Linked DNA regions of Sus scrofa: region 2 is linked to region 1. A link is a contact called in public promoter capture Hi-C data. All regions are on one chromosome and are shown on one strand. Each heading gives the region's core, a stretch centred on a gene start, on an enhancer-like site or on the middle of the called end of the contact. The rest is flanking DNA. Distances are from core to core; before and after follow the strand shown. Region 1 holds the start of MYL9 (myosin light chain 9). Region 2 holds the start of LOC102165279 (transcription initiation factor TFIID subunit 4-like).

Region 1 (6,754 bases), core at 2,391-4,890:
CAGAATTACCATATAATCCTGCAGTTTTGCCTCCCAAAGAATGAAAAGCAGGGACTCGAAAAGATATCTGTACTATACCCATGTTAACAGCATTAACCACCATGACCAAAAGATGGAAATAACCAAAATGTCAGGTGACGGATGAATGGATAAGCAAAAGGAGGTCTCTCTATATAATGGAATATTATTTAGCCTTAAAAAGAAGAACATTCTGACACATGAACTTTGAAGAAATTATGCAAAGTGAAATAAGCCAGTCACAAAAGGACAAATGCTGTATGATTCCACTCATGCGAGGTACCGAAGTCGTCGCATTCCTAGAGGCAGAAAGGAGAATGGTGGCTGCACAGGAGCCGAGGGAAAAGAACAGGGAGTTGCTGTTTAATCGCTACAGAAACTACGCTGGGGAAGGGGAAGAAGTTCTGGAGTCAGAGGGCGGTACAACAGTGAGAAGGTGCCCAGTGCCACTGAACAGTAACCTTAAAAATGGTGAAAATGGTAAATTTTGTTATTTTACCATACACACATGTGTAAAAGGAGAGCCACGAAATGTCATAACCTTGGACTGGCTGCTGGGCCAGAAAAAAAAATTTTTATAAAGGACACAATTGGGGGTAAATGGCAAAAGTAGAAGATGGACTGTAAATTAGCCAACGGTATTGAATCGATGCTAATATCTTCCTGAGTTTTACAAGGACATAATGATGCACAACACAGGGAACACAGCCAATATTTTATAACAACTCTAAGTGGAGTATTAACTAAAAATTATAAATCACTATATTGTACACCTGTAACTTATATAATGCTGTATATCAACTTTAATTAAAAAATCTTCCTGATTTTAATCATTGTATTATGGATATGTAATAGAATCCCCTTTTTAGGAGATACTAACATATTTCATAGTACCAGGAACTATGTCTAGTCACTTATGATGGAGCATGATAATGTGAGAAAAAAGAATGTATGTATGTTTATGTGTAACTGGGTCACCTTGCTGTACAGTAAAAAATTGACAGAACAGTGTAAACCAGCTATAATGGAAAAAAATAAAAATCATTAAAAAAAAATAAAGTATTTCGAAGTAAAGAGGCTTGATGTGTGCAAGTCTCAAATAGTTGGGGGTTGGATACACACACAGGAAAATATAATAAAGCCAAATGTTAACAACTGGAAAATCTAAATGAAAGTATACAAGAGCTCTTTATATAGTTCTTATTATAAATTTGAAACTATTTCAAAATAAAGTTTTTAAAAATTAATATGTCCAAAACAGAATTTCTGATCTCTCCAAAACTGCTTCTTCCACCACCAACTCATCTTAGAAAACGGCAGCTCTTTCTCTCCCACTGTCAGGCCACAACCCTTGGAATTCTCCTTTAACCCTCACACACATACTAATCCATGCAAAAATCCTACTGGATGCAATTTAAAATGTGTCCAGAACCCCACCCCTTCTCGCACTTCCACCACACTAGTCTGGACACATCATCCTGCTGACTAGCTCCTCAATGGTCTCCCTGCTTCCCAACCTCACCCAAGAGGGATTTAGTTAAAACACAAGCCCGATCTTGCCACCCTTCTCCAACTCTGATATCTGACAGTGCCTACACGTGTAAGCAGATAGGCTGGGCGTCCCCAGAGAAAGAGAACCAGGAATGGGTTTCTTGACATAAGAGAAGCCATCTTGGCCAAAGCCATTTCTGTGATCTAAGCCTGGCCACACCCTTGAATAGGTCCTGTGATTAAAGATCTTAAGGGAAGAAAAGAATGCAGGATCAGAGAAAAGCTAGTCAAACAACAGTGCCAGTGATAAAGCAGAGTCCTAGTTCTTCCTCAAGGGATATTACATAATAATGTACCTTTGAGTTCTGCAGGAACTAAGCTCAGGTGGGGGATGGAAGGAGGCTCTAGCCCCTCCAGACTTCATTCAACTAAAGCTGGACTCCGAAAACTTTGGGCCCAATTCTATGTGGGAATTCTCTGCTTGAGCCCCTTCATGAATATGCATGTACCCTTAGCCGAAAACTGTCAAGGAGACACTGCTTTGGGAAAGATCCCTGGTGTTCTCCTTATTTGCTGCAAATAATAATGAATCCTTCCTTCTCCTGATCTTTGGCTTGCTTGGGTCTATTGGCTTGACACCCACCAAGAGGCAAACTCAGTTTTCCGGCAACATGCGGAGCCCTGGGCTAGGTCTCTACTGCTTCTCAGACCTCATCTCCCAGCCCCCTCCCCTCAGTCACACTGACCTCCCTGACCCTGAGCTGGGCAAGCTCCCCCTACCCGGCTTCTGCAGGGGCTGCCCCTTCACCTCCTTCAGCTCTGCCCAAATGTCACTTCCTGGGAGGCAGCCCTCACCTCCTGTGACTTTCTCTCTCACCTCCCATTGTTTTATTCTCCGACGCACTTATTTCTACCCTCCAAGCCATATAGCTGCTTGTTGATGCTATTTTCCCCAACAAGAACAAATGCTTTCTGAGGGCAAGGATTTTAGTTCACTGCTATTTCCCCAGCAGCCAGCACAGTGCCTGGCAGGTAGCAGATGTCAGTTCATATTCACAGAGTAGTTGGGTGTTGAAAAGTTCCCTTGAGAAGGTCTGTTTGGATCAAAGGGAAGGTAGGGGCTGATGGGTAAGGGGTTGGCTCAAGGGTCAAAATGAGGGACAGGGGAGTTCCCGTTGTGACTCAGTGGTTAACAAATCTGACTAGGATCCATGAGGTTTTGGGTTCAATCCCTGGCCTTGCTCAGTGAGTTAAGGATCTGGCGTTGCCGGGAGCTGTGGTGTAGGTTGCAGACCCGGCTTGGATCTGGTGTTGCTGTGGCTGTGGCATAGGCCAGTGGCTACAGCTCTGACTTGACCCCTAGCCTGGGAACCTCCATATACTGCGGAGCGGCCCTAGAAAAGGCAAAAAGACAAAAAAAAAAAAAAAAAAAAAAAAAAGAGAGAGAGGGGACAGGGCCTGATGGGTCTGTCCTCCCAGACTCCATCCTCTGACGCAGGCCAACAAGAAGGGGAAGAAGGTGCAGCGCCTTTAGCAAGGATGCTCTCAGGGTCCCCAGGCTCCCTCACTGGCTGGGGCTGGGGGGTGGCTCTTCCTGGCCACTCATTTTAGAGGTGAGGAAACTGAGGGCGGCTAGAGAGGAGAGTGACTTGGCCGAGGTGGGCTGCCCCAGGCGAAGTCCCACCTACTCCCATGTCCGCCCCACACCCACGGGAGCCTGACTGGTGGCTCTGCCTGAGGATGGTGGGTCTTCTCCCACACGCCTCTTCTTTGGGACTGGAAAAAAGCCATACTTGGCCTGGTGGAAGGAAGCCTTCCCCGGGGAAGGGGCCGGGCGGCGGGCCTTTGGGGGAAGGTGGGGGTAGGACTGGGGGGGCGGGTCCCTGGACGTTCTGCCTGCCTCGCTGGAGAGGAAGGGCCAGCCCGATAACCCCCTTGCCGGGGCTGTCCAGCCCCCCCACCCCAATCCCCATCCCCTCCCCCTCTCCGGCCCACGTGGGGAAGGCCCTCACAGCCTAAGGGTTCGCCGGGGAACTCCCCAGCCCGGCCTGTGGGTCGAAGCCAAATAAGGCCGGGCTGCTGCAGCCCCGCCCCCGCCCCGCCCCCGCCCCGCCGCCGCACATTCTTCTGCCTTGTAAGGCCCGGCGCCGCGCCCCGCCCCGCGCCCCCACCGCGCCAGCCCGGACCCCACCGACGCCCGGCCAGCCCCGGCTCCGCACCCGCTCCGCGCACCGAGCCGGCGCCTTCTCCGCACCAGGTGGGAGCCCAGGTGGTCTGGAGGCTGCGGTGTGATGGCCGCGGCCCCAACTTGGGGATGGGGCAGGGTGGAGGCGGCTGGGTTTCGGAGGGTCTCAGGGCAAGCGTAGCTGGAAGGGCTGGGGGGACTCTGGCTGGGGCTGGGGAGCAGGGAGACTACTCCTGGCTCCGGAACCAAGGGGGCCTATGACGACGCCAGACTGCCGGCCCGGCCCCTTCGCTGTGAAGTTAGTGATGCCCAGTCCGGGAGGACGGGAGGGGGCTATGGTCGCCGCTGTCCCCTGCCTAGTGGACCTATGGGTGTCACAGACAGGAAACTGAGCCCTGTCAGGGTCCTCCAGAGTATCCGTGTCCCCCCCCTCCTCCTGGGGTAGGAGAGAGGGATAACTGGGGTAACCTCTGCCCACGCGCACTGAGGGTATGTGCTGCGCACCCGGGCTTCCCAGCTCTGAGCCCTCTGCGCACCAGGACATATTGGGTGGGGAAGCGCCGCCAAGGGCCCTGGGCTCACCCCCTCACCCAGAGAGGCTGCAGGTACTGGTCCCCTCTCCTCCCAACGCTCAGATGAGGTGAGTTTACCAAGGAGGCATCCCGCACTGCCAGCTAAAGTGACCACGGCGGGAACACAGGCCTTGTCTTTGCTGTTACAGTGGGATTTCAGGCACCAAAAGGGGGAGGTGGCACCCAGCTGCAGCCGGGCTGAGTGCCAATCCCATCTGATCCCTGGTGTCCAGGACCCCCAGGAGGAAAGGGCACGGATCTAGGGCTAAGAGCCCAGCCTGTTTCTGACCCCAGCCCCTCAACCAAGACTAGAAATTGCCTCTGGTCACAGAGTCCTCAGCCCCTCAACTGCCATCAGCTGACCATGAAAGGCCATCTGCCACCCGCTGATGCAGGCCCAGCCCAGGAGTCCTGGCTTCCAGCTGGACTCTACCTCTCATGGGCATGCCACTTCCTGGGCCTCAACTCTTTTAACTGCACTGTGGGGGACACCCCACTCTCCCCACCCTACTTCCCAATATTGCTGGGAGAGACACTGTAAAGGTCAGTGCTCTAAGCCCTATCATGGCCCCTCAACAGAAGAGGGTGGGGTTGGGGTAGCCATGGAGGCAGAGGGGCTGAGCCAGGATCAGAGCAGTGGGTGAGCTCTTGGCCACTCCTGCCCCTGGCCGTGGCTTTCTCTCTCCTCCTGCCACGTCTGCCCTAGAACTTTACAGTCGGGGTGGGAGTACTGACAGTGATGACCATCGCAGCCTCTGCCGGGCACAGTGGACCTCTCCTCGGCTACTTTCTGTGGGTGCCGTGAGTCAGAGTTCCCAGAGGACATCTGGCTCAGGGAAGGACAGGGCCCCACAAGAGAGAATGGCATTCCTAGCCGACGGCACCATCCCACTCTCACCCAAGCTGTGGGTGAGAAAGGCTTTTGTCTACCCACCCTGAACCACATGAGAAACTGAGAGCCAGGTGCATCGGTCCAGTGGGACACAGTGGGACGGTCTCATGACCACAGGCAGCTGTGGCTCTGGGGAAGGGCTAGGGCTGGCCAGCATCCCAGCTCAGGGTTTACTATCGCAAGGCTGAAGACTGAGAATGACTTGAATGGGGTCATGGGACAAAAGCCTGGAGATAGCCCGAGGAGCATTTAAGGCTTCCTGGAGATTCTTGACCACAGGGACTCAGGGCAGAGGAAAGAGCACGGAGCAGTCCCAGGGCCTCGGCCAGCCCACAACCATCCCAGCGGAGGAGCACACAGCCCTAGGTCTTCAGGGACACAGCCCCCAGCAGCCACGACAAGAGTTCAGGGAAAGAGCCCTTGCTGGGCCTCAGCTTCCCCATCTGTACAGTGGGGCCAGTAGGCTGGCCACCGTAACCCTCCCAGTCATTCACTAAAACAAGCATCTATTAGCTCCACCGTGGCCTTCGGTGTAAATCAGGATTTACATCAGCCCCGATCAATTGTGAGGGAAAGAGACCTTTAACTGCCTACGGTCAAAGTCAGGGTGGCGGACCTGCTCCCTAAGGGGTGTCTGAAGAACTAGGCTAGAGAAGGAAGGGCATTCCTGGTGTGTGGGGGGATCAAGAAGGAAAGTCTAGGGGTGTCTGGGTAGCCAGAGGTGTAGCTTGGCAGGATGACAAGTGGTGGAAGGAATGCCGTGAGGGACTCCATGGCCAGTCAGAGAGAAGGGCAGGAGGGGTTCGCACAGGGCCTTAAATGCCAGGCCAAGGAGATGACACTTGCTGGAGCAGAGGAGAGGGGTGGCGGGGGGATGGCAGGAAACTTCAAGGGCTTCAAGGTGAAGTGACAGGTGCAGGTCTGGGTCTGTACACAATGGGTGAGACCGGCTGGAGGCTGAGAGGCCAGATCTAAACAAGGGTGACAAGAAGCTGGGGTTCTCAGTCTGGGGGACCTTTAGGCCCCCATAAGCAATGAGGGGTGAGAACAGGAGTAGGGCCCAAGTCAGGCCTATCACCCACCCTTGGGTGCTGGTCAAGTGTGGGCAGGTGGGGGAAGGGAGACTGCCCAGAGCACTGGCCTCCCGAACCTTAGCAGGGAGGGCAGAGGGACGGGGAGGAGGAGGAATGTCAGGAATGCAGGGCCAGGGCCGCTGACCCAGCTCCTTCCTGCTGGTGGGGGCAGGGAGCCTTGGAGCCTCCCAACGTGGACCCACCTTGTCACTTGGAGAGAGCTGGACAGTGTAAATGCTATTAAGGATTAAAGGAGATAAAGCGCCGAAATGGTTGGCATGGAACCCAATCCTAAGTGTCTTACCCAAACAGTCATAGCAAAAATAGCTTCCTCTGTGCCGGGCACCATGCCAGGGGCTTCTCGGGCACTAAGTCAAGTAATCCCTCATGCTGGGCACTCGGATGAGGAAACTCACCCCAGAAGGTGGAGGGAATTGTCTCAGATCACACAGAATCCACCCCGTGTCTGCTTTTGTGATGCACTGGGTGGCAGGAGCCCCAAGGCTGAGGGAGCACAAACACC
Region 2 (7,717 bases), core at 405-2,904, 310 kb after region 1:
GAAGACTTCCCCTCCCATTTAACAGATGAGGAAACTGAGGCCTGCCCTGAGGAAAGGTTAGAGGCTGAAAGGGTTGATTATCCATTTTCAGACAGACCCTGTCCCTCTAATCAACAAGCAGTTACTAAACCCACATTGGATAATAGATCTTGGGGGAAGAGGGGAGGGAAAGGCACAGTTAAGCAATATCCCAAAAACTCTTAACGAGAGAGAAACCCTCTGGCCAGAGGCCAATGCAAAGCTAAGTGTTGCTGGGCAGACATAAATCAGCAGAGTGCCATTAACTCGGCGGCTCTTAGCCAGGGATGCCCTGGGTGCTGTGCCAGGACATCAACTGATAAGAGTAGGTAACATTTCAGCCTCTTCCAAAACCATGCCCAGCTCGTGGCACTAGAACCCACGAAGCTTCCAGTCTCCCAGGCCAACATCAACACATAAGGGCTGGGCTGTCCCTGAGGCTGCCTCGGTGCCAGGCAGTGAACAGACAGAGCCTGGCCTGCACCCAGTAGGTGTTCATGTCCCCTGCAGGGGTGAAGGCAAAGTCTGTTCTCCCATGGAAGCTCTCAGGCCCCCACACACCCAGAGGGATGCTCTTTTGGGATGTCAGAGCCCCTCCTCGCACTGGTAACATGGGAAGAAGATGGGCACTGGCAGTGAAGCACCAACGCATTCACTGTGTGTACAGGGCCTGTCCCAAACTAAGCAGAAGACAATATCCTGGGATTTAGGAAGCTGCCTCTGAACCGGTTCTCCCACAACATCATCCTCCCGGGCTGTGGGACCGTTAGACTGGGCGGAAGTCGGACTCCAGCCAAGGGGATGTTCCCAGATGTCATGCTTTCAAACGGGACCCGCCCTGAAAAGCAGGCAGGGACAGGCCTGGGCCAGGAAAGCCCTGGGTTAAGATTCAGGATGGTGTTCTGGCCTCTCCTTGGCAGGGGATGGCATGGGTCTTCCTGGCAGCAGTGCAGACCAGCGCCTCTTCCGGAAAGGAGAGCCCCCAAAGGTCTGGCCTCTGGCCTGGGGTGGGGGTGGGGGTTCTGAGCAGCTGAATCAGAGGCCCAGCCCCTCACTGATTGATTACCCACCTCCATCCCAAGTACCGCACCTAGGCATCCTCCAAAGCACTTCTTCCAAGGCCCCCTTCCCCAACCAGGCGCCTTTGGGCAGTCTCCGCTTCCAGGTTCCTCCCTCAGGAGAAGGTTTCCCAGACACAGTAAGGAGCGGAATGCGGGGGAGCCCCAGGCAGACCTCAGGGTGCCCCTGAGGGTTTAGGCCCCTTTCCAGCTCAGGCGTTGGGGCAGCGGCCAGCTGGTGCCTCTGGCCAGAGGGGCTGCCACCCACGCCTCCCGCGGCCTCCCATTCCCCCACCAGCGCCCCCACCTTGAGATAGTCGTTCTCCGAGCGCAGCTCCTCCAGCTCTCTCATGAAGCCGCCGGGCCCGCAGTCCAGCATCTCCTCCGTGAGGTCGGAGAAGGCGAGCGAGGCGCTGAGTGGCAGGCGGCTGCTGCCCACCGACGACGCGGCCACCGACGGCTCCTCCGGGGAGGCGGGAGGCCGCGGAGGCTGCTGAGCGGGCGGCGCGGGCTGCGGCGGCTGCCCAGTGCGGGCCCCCGCCGGGCCCCCGGCCGCTGACTCGGCGTCGCTGCTCAGCGCCAGCTCCAGGCCCAGCAGACGCGCCTCCTCCGACGCGCAGTCCGACACCTCTGAGCTGCTGTCGGTGAGGCTGGGCGGCGGTGGCGGCGGTCGCGGCCCGGTGCCTGGGCGCGGACGGCCCTTGGCGCGGACCCCGGTGCGGACCCCGGCCACCCGCGTCCCTGCTCCCCGCGCCCCGGGCGCCACCGCACGCCCCTTCTTGTCCGGCCGCGCCGAGGACGCGGAGCTGCAGGCGGCTGCGGCGCCCGGGCCTGGGCCGCGGCGGCCCTTGGCCAGCGACCAGCCGGCCACGTCCTTGGGTCGGGCCGGCGACGGCGCTCGGTGGCTCTTCTTCCTCTCAGGGGCTGGCGCGGGCGGGGGGCCGCAGCCCCGAGCAGGGGGCTCCCCCGCCGGCACCTCCATCGCGGCCTCCCTTGGCCTCAGTGAGCTGCAGGCATGGCCCGGGCCCGCCCGGCCTCCGCGCCCGGGGGGAGGTCCCCGGCGCCTCTCCTGCCGCTCGGGCCGCGTCTGCTCTCGGCCCACCTCAGCTCCCGGGCTGCGCTCTGGCCCCGACTCCCGCCGCACGGTCTCTCCGCTACTCTGAGCTCGGAGAGAGCGGCCCGATCGCCTCCAGGCGCCCCGGCTCCGGCTCCGGCTCCGCCCGGCGCCCGCCCCCTCGGCCTCGCCGCGCCCCCGGAGCGCGCCCGGGCCCCGGCTGCCAGCGCGCCTATCGCTCCCTCGGGCTCCGAGTCCGGCTGCGGCCCGGGCCCCGGCTCCGCCCGGCGCGGCCCGCCCCCGCGCAGCCCCGCCAGCTCCCCGCCCCGCCGCCTGGGCTCGGGGGCGCGCGGCTCCGCGAACAAAAGGCGGACGCGGCGGGAGCGGCAGGGAGGGACGCAGGCAGCGAGCGAGGGAGGGATCTGCGAGGCAACAGCGACCCCCTCGAGGGTCAGGCGGGCCGGGTCCGCCGCGGCCCGGGCTCCTTTCTCCTCCGCTCCGCCGCCGCCCCCTCCCCTGCCGGCCCGGAGAGCGCACCCGGCGGAGGCCCCCCTGCTCCCCGCGTCCGAGCAGGGGTCGCGCGAGCGGCGAGAGGGAGGACTGCCAGGCAGAGGCCGGGCAGACCTCAGATCGCTGGAGCCAGCATCCATATACACGCCGAGTCCCTCGCCCCTCGCGGCTGTGCGGAGCGTGCGCGAACTCCGCCCCCCGAACCTCGCAGAGCGAGACGGATTATCCCATTGTACAGATGCGTAAAGTGATGCCTAGGGCGGGCACACGATTAACCCAAGGTCAGTCAGTGGCAGAGCGGGGATGGAATCCCAACCTCGCAGATCCACACCTTCTGCTTCGGCTTCCCTCTCACAACTGTTGGGAGCGTGGAGCCCTGGATGAATGCCCGGCTCTGCACGTCTTGACCCGGGCGTACTACCGCTTCCCCCTACCCTGATAGGGGATCAGAGACTGCTCTCAGGCTCTGCTTGGCTAAAATGGAGGCGACCCGTTCTGAGAAGTCAGACCAGCGGGTGCTCTAGGAATAGGTTTTGGCTACTGTGGGGCTGATCCAGGCCGGACACGGTGGCTCTGATCCCCTACGCGTTCTCCCAAGAGTAACTCCGGACGACCCCGGAGCCCCAGCTCTGATGGGTGTCGTTTCTTTCCTTCCAGGCTGTGCTCCTGTGTTGTTGATTTTTCCGTGTGTCTGTCACACCTTCCCCGCACCACCCCCCTCCCCATACCACCGAGCCACCGCTGGACAGAGCCACGTGGTGAAGTCCTTTGGCTGTCCTGTGGGCTGGCGCTCAACCTCAGGGTGGCACCCCTTGCGGGGCGGGGGGCGGGGAGGAAGGGGGGTCAGGGCGGTGTTTACCCCTCTGCAGCTTCTTCCTCCCTCTCCTCATTTCCTTTCCCTCCCCCTTCTCCCCCTCTCCCTTTTCCCTTTCTCCTCTTCCCTCCTCCTGCCCATTTTCTCCTTCTTCCTCTACTCCCCCAGTCCTGTTAGCTCACCTCCTTCTGCCCTTGACACACCACTGGCCCTAGGTCCGCTTCTGTGTTTCTGTCCCACCTCCCCAACAGCAGTGAATACACTCCTCCTGCGGGTCGCCCTCTTGGAGGAGGCACAGCTTCTCATCCCCATCTAGGTGCGTCTAGGTGTGTGGGTGCCTCCTCCATCCTCAGATCTGTCCTCCAGGTGCTCCCCACAGAGCCAGGTGAGAAGCAGTACCACTCAGCAGGTTCTCTGCAAACACTTCTTCAGGGGCATTCTCACGCCCTCCTGGCAAGGCATCAGTTGTCCTGTCCCCAGTGACTCTCCACCCACCCAGCCCACAGGCACCAGACGGGACCCTGAGGGACACAGTAGTGAGCTTGTCAGTGGTGAGTACCTGACCTCATGGAGCACACAATATAGGGGGGAGATGGGCCACAAAAGACACATCAAAAACAGGGTGGCACGGCATAGCACAGGGGCAAAGCCCAGGACAAGCCTTCCTACTTCCCCAGCCACAGAAGATCCCACTTGGTCTAGTTTGATGTAACAGACAACCTTCTAGTTCTGATGCCTCCATTTTTGTAGGCTTGTTCTGGTCTGGCACAGAGAGATGCTATGTGGCTCCTGGAAATTGTTTCCCTCTCCGAGCTCCAGTTTCTCCCTCCATGCAGAATGTGGGCTTGGAGATGTTGGGTAGTGTGACTCTGGGCAGGGGACATGCTAGGGCAGGCTGCTCAGCCACTCCTGACAAACCCATGGCTGAGCAGGGGGCTGAGCTCTGAATGTCTTTGAACTTGGGGAGTCATGAATTCATACTGCAGCCCCAGGAGAGCCTGGGGAGCATCCAGGACCTAGTAGGGAGGAGCCCTGGGGTTGGGGAGAGTGCCCAGGTGGAGGCTCTGGACTTGAGCTCAGTTCAGACCAGGGAAGCCACAAAAGGAGTAAGACTTGCCAAGGATCCAGAATTGGTTCCACGCAGGTGGGGAGGCCAGGCTCTGTCCTCAACACTCAGCAGAGGATCCCAGAAAGGTTAGGAACTGCTTGCAGCTGATTGTATTTTTCAAAGATAGGCACAGAAATATACAGCTCATCTCAATTATTCTTTTTACAGTGTGGCATTGACACTCTTCCAATTGTCAATGTTCCCTCCCCTTGAACCTGAGCAACTTTTGTGACTGCCTGAACCAACTGAGGATGGCAGAAGTGACAGTGTGACTTCTGAAGCTAGATCATAAAAGGCAATATGGCTCTGACCAGCTCAATCTTTCTACCTGTTTCTCTCTCTCTCTCTCTCTCTTTTTTCTCAGTCCACTCTCCTTTGGAGCCACCATGTTGAAACGAAGCCCAGGCCTCATGTTCCAGCCAACACCTCCAACTCTGGTCCCCACTAAGCCCCAGACATGTGAGAGAGGGAAACTTCAGATGATTCAGCCTCCAGTCTTGTTGCTACCCCAGCTGATGCCAAGTGGAGCAGAAATGAGTTGTCCCAAACTGCAAAATAAATACTGTTCTAAGCCACTAACTTGGGGGGTACTTTGTTACACAGCCATGGATAACTGGAATGCTAGTTCAAGGTCATACAGCTTGGAAGTGGCAGGGCTGGGACTGATTTGAACCCAAGGCCATTCAGCTTGAGAGCCTGTTGTGTTGCACTACTGAGCAGTGTCCAGCTCAGGCACACAGCATGTGCTGTACAAAGTCTTTTCAAGGCATTCCCCAGTGGTCTAGTGGGTTAAGGATCTGGCATTATCTCTGCAGTGGCTCAGATCACTGCTGTGACATGGGTTCAATCACTGGCCTGGGAATTTCTGTACACTGTGGGCACAGCCAAAAAAAAAAGGAGCCTAATTCAAGAAGGCATGAAGCACTAATCAGATTTAAGAAATGAAGATGCTGATTACTCAGTGGGAAAATAGTTTTTCTCCCTTTCAAGTGGCTAAATTGACCAACGTGATGGAAACTAAATAAAAACTAAATCCTGGAAGACTCTAGAGAGGAGATGTTTTCAAAAAACAAACAAAAAACTAAAAAAACTAAAGATTTTGTTCCTTATACAAACCAGTGGCTGAAGGAGAATTAGAGAAATTAGTAGAGGAAACCGCTTTAAAAGGGTAATCATGAAGGCCTCTTTGAGGAAGTGATATTTAAACTAAATTATTCAAAGAGCCAGAGTAAGAGAATTCCAGGAAGAAGGAACAGCAAGGGCAAAGCCCTAAAGAGGGAACAAGCTTGATAGATGTTCAAGAAAGTGAGAAAGTCATTGGGACTGGCCCTTGATGGCTGAGAGGAGAAGAGCAAGACAGAGCTGGAGTGGATGTGGGAGCCAAGGCAGCCCTGGGCAGGGCTTTCTTCTTCTTTTTTTAAATTCTCTGCCAGTCTCTGCCTTTTTTTCTTTTTCTTTTTTTTCTTTTTTTTCTTTTTAGGGCCGCACCTGCAGCCTATGGAAGTTCCCAGGCTAGGGGCTGAATCAGAGTTGCTGCTGCTGACCTACACCACAGCCACAGCAACGCAAGATCTGAGCCACATCTATGACTTACACAAAGCAGCCTGCAGTAATATGGGATCCTTAACCCACTGAGCAGGGCCAGGGATTGGACCCGCATCCTAATGCACACTAGTCAGGTTCTTAAGCCACTGAGCCACAACAGGCACTCCAGGACTTTATTTTTGATGCAGTGACAAGCCATTGGAAACTGGAGTAAGCAGGGGCGTGATAGAGTCTAATCTGTGTTTTACGTAGATCACTCTGGCTACTGGCAAAAAGATGCTAGAAGATGGGTTAAGGGGCCATTGAACAGTCTCTGAGAGGAAATATAGCTTGGATGAGGTCCTGAGATCTGTTCTGGAACCTTGAAGAGTTGGACACCCTTGGTGGGAGGTAACCAAGGGAAGTCAAGTTCAATTTCCAGGTTTCTGGCTTTAGTTATGACAAATGATGTGCCTTTTAACAGGACAGAGAAAACAGCTTGAGGTGGTCGGAAGTAGAGGGACCAGGTTGGGAGGGAAATGGAGAATTCTTTTTTTGGACACATTCCATCTGAGATGTCTGGAGACATCTGAGTCATACAGGCAACTGACTACCAATGTGGAGCCCAGGTAGCAGTTGGTTGGGAGTCATGAGGAGTCATCAGTGTTTAAACAATAGTTAAATTCATGAGACCCGGTGAGGTCTGTAGAGAGAGGGAGAGGTTCTATAGAGAGAAAAAACTAGCCTAGAACGAGAAAGTTAAGAATTCCTGGTTCTATCACAGATATAGAGAACAAACTAGTGGTTACCCAGGAAGAGAAGGAAGGGGGGAGGGGAAACATAGGGGTAGGGGAGTAAGAGGTACTATTTTGTATAAAATAAGCAACTAGGACATATTGTACAATACAGGGAGTGTAGCCAGTATTTTGTAATAACAATGGAGAATGACCTTTAAAATTTTTGAATCACTATGTCGAATCACTACAAATCACTACGTATACAAGTTACACCTGTAACTTATATAATGTGCATCAACTATACTTCAATAAAAATTTAACAATTTAGAAGTTCCTGTCGTGGCGCAGTGGTTAACGAATCCAACTGGGAACCATGAAGTTGTGGGTTCTATCCCTGGCCTTGCTCAGTGGGTTAAGGATTCGGCGTTGCCGTGACCTGTGGTGTAGGTCGCAAACTTGGCTCGGATCCCACGTTGCTGTGGCTGTGATGTAGGTCGGTGGCTGCAGCTCCAATTTGACCCCTAGCCTGGGAACCTCCATATGCCTCAGATGCAGCCCTAAAAAGACAAAAAGACAAAAAAAAAAAAAATTGATAGTTGTTACCTCCAAGAATGGATGAGATGGGGAGAGGACAGATGAAAGAGGCCTTCAATAATTGCTCATAAGTTCTTCTGTGGCATAGCAGGTTAAGGATCTGGTGGTCACTGCAGTGGCTCAGGTTGCTGCTGTTATGTGGGATCAACCCGTGGCCTGGGGACTTTTGCATACCACAGACACAGCCAAAAAAAAAAATAAAAGAGAAAATAACTGCTCCCCAATCGTCTATTATTAATAACTTGGCTCTTATTAAATATGACTGTATCCATATATTATTTTTTAAAGTAAAAAATTAGG

Evidence for each region. Promoter capture Hi-C pulls out the DNA fragments that hold promoters and counts their contacts.
Region 2: a contact with region 1 is called in a promoter capture Hi-C map of fetal skeletal muscle, with 3 times the contacts expected there. The contact joins the promoter of LOC102165279 here to the promoter of MYL9 in region 1. A contact is called at or near these places in 1 of 5 promoter capture datasets (fetal skeletal muscle) and 2 of 2 datasets of contacts at active chromatin or transcription factors (alveolar macrophages and skeletal muscle).

Annotation. Positions count from the first base shown.
Region 1 is chr17:39,784,525-39,791,278 of Sscrofa11.1, forward strand. It overlaps MYL9 (myosin light chain 9), which reads left to right and starts at 3,641. Exons shown (of 4, transcript NM_001244472.1): 1 at 3,641-3,766. All of the region lies in intron 2 of LOC110257438 (a long non-coding RNA gene), which reads right to left.
Region 2 is chr17:40,096,745-40,104,461 of Sscrofa11.1, forward strand. It overlaps LOC102165279 (transcription initiation factor TFIID subunit 4-like), which reads left to right and starts at 1,655. Exons shown (of 3, transcript XR_002340154.1): 1 at 1,655-1,720; 2 at 3,298-4,005; 3 at 4,927-6,007. SOGA1 (protein SOGA1) reads right to left here and starts at 2,058. Exons shown (of 15, transcript XM_005672920.3): 1 at 1,384-2,058. The coding sequence starts at 2,058.